2 separate regions of the Callithrix jacchus genome follow, and region 2 is linked to region 1. The links are chromatin contacts, called in public Hi-C maps. All regions are on one chromosome and are shown on one strand. Each heading gives the region's core, a stretch centred on a gene start, on an enhancer-like site or on the middle of the called end of the contact. The rest is flanking DNA. Distances are from core to core; before and after follow the strand shown. Region 1 has its middle 41 kb from the start of TOMM20. Region 2 has its middle 19 kb from the start of TARBP1.

Region 1 (3,175 bases), core at 193-2,692:
TTGTCCACCTCCTCCTCATTTGCAGTTATCCAGACACAGAACTGCTGAGAATGTCTTTTGTTTCTTTATTTTGAAACGCAGTCTTGCTCCGTTGCTCAAGCTGAAGTGCAGTGGCGCGATCTCGGCTCACTGCAGCCTCCACCTCCCGAGTTCAAGCAATTCTCCTGCCTCAGCCTCCCGTAGCTGGGATTACAGGTGTGCACCACCACCTGGCTTGCTTGCTTATTTATTTATTTGAGATGGAGTCTCTCTCTGTTGCCCGGGCTGGAGTGCAGTGGTGCGATCTCGGCTCACTGCAACCTCCGCCTCCCAGGTTCAGTGATTCTCCTGCCTCAGCTTCCCAAGTAGCTGGGATTACAAGCATGTGCCACCACTCCCAGCTAATTTTTATATTTTTAGTAGAGACAGGGTTTCACCATGTTGGCCAGGCTGGTCTCAAAGTCCTGACCTCAAGTGATCCACCTGCCTCAGCCTCCCAAAGTGCTGGGATTACAGTTGTGAGCCACCGTGTGGGGCCTTGTGTATCTTAGGTGAATAGATTCTGATTTGCAGAATTCAAAAAGGAAAGTGAGTGAAGTAAGTGAAATAATAAGTCTAGCTTGGTGGATCCTACGAGCCTTCCCCCTGGTGTGCTGGCACAGCTAGTTTTGCCCAGCACCCTTTTGTCCTCTGCTGCCCTTTGAACATCAGGCTTGCCCTGGTGGCTGACCACGTCTCAGGTTGAAAACGTGCTTTGGCGCCTCTTACAGGACAATGACGTTTGTCCCACTGCATCCCCGCTAAGTACCTTTTGGGAACTTTGTAAACTTGATCGCCCGTATCCAAAAAGGTGCTCGCACATTATACCTACAACTGGGGACACACCTTGCCCACCTCCTCGCAGATCGTTCTAGGGAAAGGTGTTTGGCCACCTGTCTGGGAGGCTGAAGACTGGCCCTTGCCACAGGCAGGGTGCTGAGAGCTGCCCCTCGGCCCAGCCCCATGCTCCTCTGCCGAGGGGTCAGCTGGGGCTGCCTAGAAGCGCTGCCCTGCGTCTGCTCCTCAAGCCGCTTGATGGCACTGTTAGAACTGGAGAAAAGGGACAGCTTCCCTGAAACAGTTTCTTCTGTTCTGATGGGCTCCAAACTGTCATTTCCACCCACCTCCTTCCAAACTGAACAGAACAAAGTCACTTCACAGCCGGTTGCTGCCGCCCTGCTCCCCGCTCCTGCCCTGCCATATTTTCCCTTGCTGGGTTCAAAGATTTCCCAGCCCCTGTGCCCTCTTTCCCGTGCTCACGCACCCAGCCTTCCATCCTGTTTCTCTGGAGCTTTGTTATTCTGTGTGTTTGGGGGCCTCTGAGGTGCCAGGCACTCTGCAGGCAGAGAGAAGGCAGGAAAACCTTGTAAGAACCCAGGAATCTCAAAGAGAAAACAGAAGTGCCTGGCATCCTTCTGGCCACATGACTTGTTTTCTAGAAGAAAGAAAATAGCAGCGGGAAAAGGTGCTTGGGAGGAAAGGAAGGAATGTACAGAGAGGGCAGGAAACAGGGTATTTCGGGTGGAATCTTGGCATTAGGTTGCAAGGCTTAAAGGCTTCCCAGCTGCCACTGTGTCTAAATCCCTCTCCTCACGGTCAAGGGTGGGTGGAGGTCTGAAGGGCCCCTCCTTGCCTTCATCTACTTGGTTTGGCCTCTTCTGGTTTTCAGTCCTCTCTCTCTTCTCTCTGTCTCCCACAGCCCCCGCCCCCCCCACAACGTAGCTCTGTCACCCAGGTTGGAGTGCAGTGGTGCCATCATAACTCACTGCAACCTTAAACTCCTGGACTCAAGCGGCCCTCCTGCCAGGAGTTTACTACTGATTGGCACATGCCATTACACCCAGCTAATATGTAGTTTTTTTTATAGGGATGGGGTCTCACTAGCTTGTCCAGGCTGGTAACTTCTGGGTTCAAGCCAGATCCTCTCACCTCAGTCTCTCAAGCGCTGGGATTACAGGCATGAGCCTCCACACCTGGCCTCTCTTTTGTTTTTATTTTTTGTGTTAGTGGAGGAGGGAGACTGAGTCTTGCTCTGTCAACCAGGCTGGAATACAATGGCAGGATCTTGGACCACTGTGACCTCCACCTCCTGAGTTCAAACAATTCTCCTGCCTCAGCCTCTTGAGTAGCTGGGATTACAGGCACGTCCCACCATGCCCAGCTAATTTTTGTATTTTCAGTAGAGAAGGGGTTTCACTATGTTGGCCAGGCTGGACTTGAATTCCTGACCTCAGGTGATCCACCTGCCTCAGCCTCCCAAAGTGTTGGGATTATAGGCGTGAGCTACTGTGCCTGGCCTTCTCTTTTTTATTTTTATTTTTGAAATGGAGTCTCGCTCTGTCACCCAGGCTGGAGTGCAGTGGCATGAACTCGACTCACTGCAACCTCCACCTCCTGGGTTCAAGTGATTCTCCTGCCTCAGCCTCCTGAGTAGCTGGGATTATAGGCATGTACCACCATGCCCAGCTAATTTTTGTATTTTTTATAGAGAAGGGTTTCACTGTGTTGGCCAGGCTGGTCTTGAATTCCTGAGCTCAGGTGATCCACTGCCTCGGCCTCCAAAAGTGCTGGGATTACAGGCATGAGCCGCTGCACCCAGCCCTCTTTTTTTTTTTTTTCAACACAGAGTCTGGCTCCGTCAGCCAGGCTGGAATGCAGTGGTGGTATCTCAGTTCGGGCAACCTCCACCTCCTGGGTTCAAGCAATTCTCCTGCCTCAGCCTCCCGAGTAGTTGGAATTACAGGCACCTGCCACCACACCCAGCTAATGTTTGTATTTTATAGAGATAGGGTTTCACCACATTGGCCAGGCTGGTCTCCAACTCGTGACCTCAAGCAATCCACCCACCCTGGCCTCCCAAAGTGCTGGGATTACAGGTGTGAGCCACCACGCCCAGCCCTTTTATAAAACAAATAAATTTTATTGTGTATACTTAAGGTATACGATGTGATGTTATGAGGTAGACGTACATATAGTAAAACAGTTACTAGAGTGGAGAAAATGAACTCAGCCGTCATCTCTCATAGTTCCCTATTTTTCCCTCTGTGGCGAGAGCAGCCACAATCAGCTATAATCTAGTCATTTAGCAAAGATGCTGATGGCAGGACACTAGTAACTAACTGTGTCTTCACATTGTACCTTCCGTCCTTCCACTGGT
Region 2 (2,995 bases), core at 238-2,737, 590 kb after region 1:
TCCCATGAGTCTGTGAAATGCATGGGCAAAGGAAAAGGAACTGAGGCTTTGAAGTCAGACCTACCTGGTTCCAACTCCTAGTTCTCAAGTTTACTAGTTGTGTGATTTGGGGTGAGCTGTTTACCCTCATAGGGGCTTAGGGTCCTCATCTGAAAACCTGGGTCAGTGCCAACTACCAAGCCAGGGCTGTGAGGATTAAATGAGACATTACTTACATAAAAACATGGAACAGGATGGGCGCAGTGGCTCACATCTGTAATCCCAGCACTTTGGGAGTCCAAGGCTGGCAGATCACGAGGTCAGGAGTTCAAGACCATCCTGGCCAACATGGTGAAACCCCGTCTCTACTAAAAATACAAAAATTAGCCAGGCATGTTGGTGGGAGCCTGTAAGCCCAGCTACTCGGGAGGCTAAGGCAGGAGAATCGCTGGAACCCAGGAGGCAGAGGTTGCAGTGAGCTGAGACCTTGCTTTTGCACTCCAGTCTGGGTGACAGAGCAAGACTCTGTCTCAAAATAAAATAAAATAAAAAAGAAATAACATGGAACAGAGTAAGAGGCATATGTAGGTGCCAAGGTATGTATTAGATTCTGTTCTTTATTAACGTGCAAGTTCCTGACGGCTCCAATATGTAGGCTATTGTATATCTGAATATTGCTTCTGTCTCAACTTCCAGGTTTTATTTCAAAAAGAGAAAGAAACAAGGAAATAAACAGTAACTGTCAGAAGTCCTTTGTAAAGTATCACCCATCCATTGAAATGTGCTTTCCATTCAAAAACTAACTTATTAATTATTCATTGCTTTTGGAACTGAAAATGAGAACAGAGTTTAAGACCCAGAGTTGGCTAAGAACAGTGTTCCAACTGTCTGATGTCTGTCATTTCCTGGTATCCAAGCAGTTCATCCCAAATCTGAGATTTGCAGTTTCGGGAGTCCCGTGAACTTTAGGCTCGACGATCAGTCAGGTTTAGTCCCGTTTAGCCAATGCCTGGAATGACTGTTCTCTTTACTTTCATTTCCACTCGGGGCACTGCATTTCTGGGGGATTATTTCACTGCATGGGTGGTCCGAGTCCCTTGGCCTTCAGCCTTATGGCTCATTCCATTGCTCTGGGCAAGCCGTAACCACCCGAACACGCAAGTTTTTCTTTCATGCCCCAATGCCATGAGTAACACCATTAACTCTTCAGGACTGAGTTTGGGATTACCAAAAAATCTTGCAACCCCCTGTGTTTGCAGTCAAAACGCAGAGGAACAGGATGTTTGCAGGGCTTGTTTTCACGCCAGAAATGCGGTTGCCCTCATAAACAATCCTTGAGATGTTTTTTACCTAACGATTGTACTTCGCTGGGATTGCGGGTTACAAAATGGAAGCTCAGTGCTTCCTGCTTCGAGTTCCAGCAGAACAAATGTGCGAGAGATTCCCGGGCTTGGAAACTCTTCAGACCAGGAAGGGCTGCCGATGTGTCCCCAGCAGGGAAAGGGCAGGAGGAGCACAGCTGTGCAAGGGGGTGTTTCACATGCTTCTCTAAAGAGGAGCTTCCTGAAGTGTAAAAAGGCTGGGGAGACGCAGGGCCACATTTCCCAAGGCCTGGGGCCAGTGCGGGGACAAACGCGAGGCGGGCGCAGGTGCTTTGCGGGTTCCGCGCGCCATCTGGTGGCTTCGGGCTGACATTGGGCGCACCATCCGGGCTTCACCCCATTGACAGAGGCTGCACAGGAGGAAACCATTGTGGGCGTCTAAGTTCTGTTGGCAGGGATCACCAGGGCCCCCAAAGGAAGACAACAAGGGCCAGATGCTCCGAATTCCATTCCTTATTCTACAAATGGATACTCAAAGCCTCAGGTTCCCCTTTGAGGAGGAGGCACTGATCCTTCCTTCAGTGCCAGCCTTTCCATGACACAGCAACATGAGCACTGGGCTCTGCACAGTCTGGCCCCTCTGTGCCTGCTTTCCACGTCGTGACCCCTTGCCCCTACCTGCAGCAGGCGTCTTCCCCTTGCCCCTACCTGCAGCGCGTGTATATTCCCTTCCAGGCTTCTGAATCCCATGGTTCTCAAGGGTGATTCCACAGGCATCTTTACATCCTTAGAATATTTGCCTCCTATTTTGTTCCTGCTAGTGTTTCCAAAGTGTGTTCCAAGAATGGTGGTTTTGTTAAGTAGAATTGTATCTCTTTTTGAAAAGGCATTCGGGCCGGGTGCAGTGGCTCACGCCTGTAATCCCAGCACTTTGGGAGGTCGAGGCGGGCGGATTACGAGGTCAGGAGATCGAGACCATCCTGGCTAACACAGTGAAACCCCGTATCTATTAAAAATACAAAAAATCAAAATAAAAGATTAAAATCAGCCGGGTGTGGTGGCACGCACCTGTAGTCCCAGCTACTGGGGAGGCTGAGGCAGGAGAATCGCTTGAACCCAGGAGGCGGAGGCTCCTGGTGAACTGAGATCACACCACTGCATGGCATTCAAAGTTTGGGAAAGTCGGGGTTATGCCAAGGTCAAAGGGACATGATCGCAGGCTATCTCAGGAGCATTAAACATGCTGAGAATGTAGTGGATCTCTAAGAAGGAACTAGAGTTCGCTATAGTTTCTAAACTTTAGAAGGTTTTGGCATCAAAACCTTCCTCCTGTCTCCACCTTTGGAGAGCATCCTGCAAATACTGCATTTAATAATACAATTTTAAGGAAAAAGAGTGCCCTGTTCACTTGACCCATGATTATGTAGCTATCTTTTTAAAACTGAAAGACACCTGTATTTGTTTGCTGGGGCTATCATATTGCCTCACAGTTGCGGAGGCTGAAGCTCCAAGACCAGCGGGTTGGCAGGGCTGGTTCCTTCTGAGGTTCTGAGGTTCTTCCCCTTGGCTTAGAAATGGTCATCTTCTCTCTGTGCCGCCACATGATCTCCCCCGTGTCTATCTGTGTCCTAGTTGCCTTCTCTTTTTCTTCATTATTTCTTCCTTCTCCTCCTCCTCCTCCTCCTCCTCCCCTC

Evidence for each region. Hi-C and Micro-C count contacts between places; a contact is called where the count stands out from the background.
Region 2: a contact with region 1 is called in a Hi-C map of skeletal muscle, with 9 times the contacts expected there. The contact joins two enhancer-like sites. A contact is called at or near these places in 3 of 3 Hi-C or Micro-C datasets (induced pluripotent stem cells and skeletal muscle).

Annotation. Positions count from the first base shown.
Region 1 is chr19:50,143,804-50,146,978 of calJac240_pri, forward strand. No RefSeq gene overlaps it. Among named protein-coding and RNA genes, the nearest start is that of TOMM20, 41 kb to the left of the region's middle. Within about 2 kb of position 1,443, at least 13 of the 16 cell types and tissues checked have an H3K27ac peak or open chromatin away from gene starts, as enhancers often do. A contact at or near this core is called in skeletal muscle, where this site is marked.
Region 2 is chr19:50,735,949-50,738,943 of calJac240_pri, forward strand. No RefSeq gene overlaps it. Among named protein-coding and RNA genes, the nearest start is that of TARBP1, 19 kb to the right of the region's middle. Within about 2 kb of position 1,488, at least 10 of the 16 cell types and tissues checked have an H3K27ac peak or open chromatin away from gene starts, as enhancers often do. A contact at or near this core is called in skeletal muscle, where this site is marked.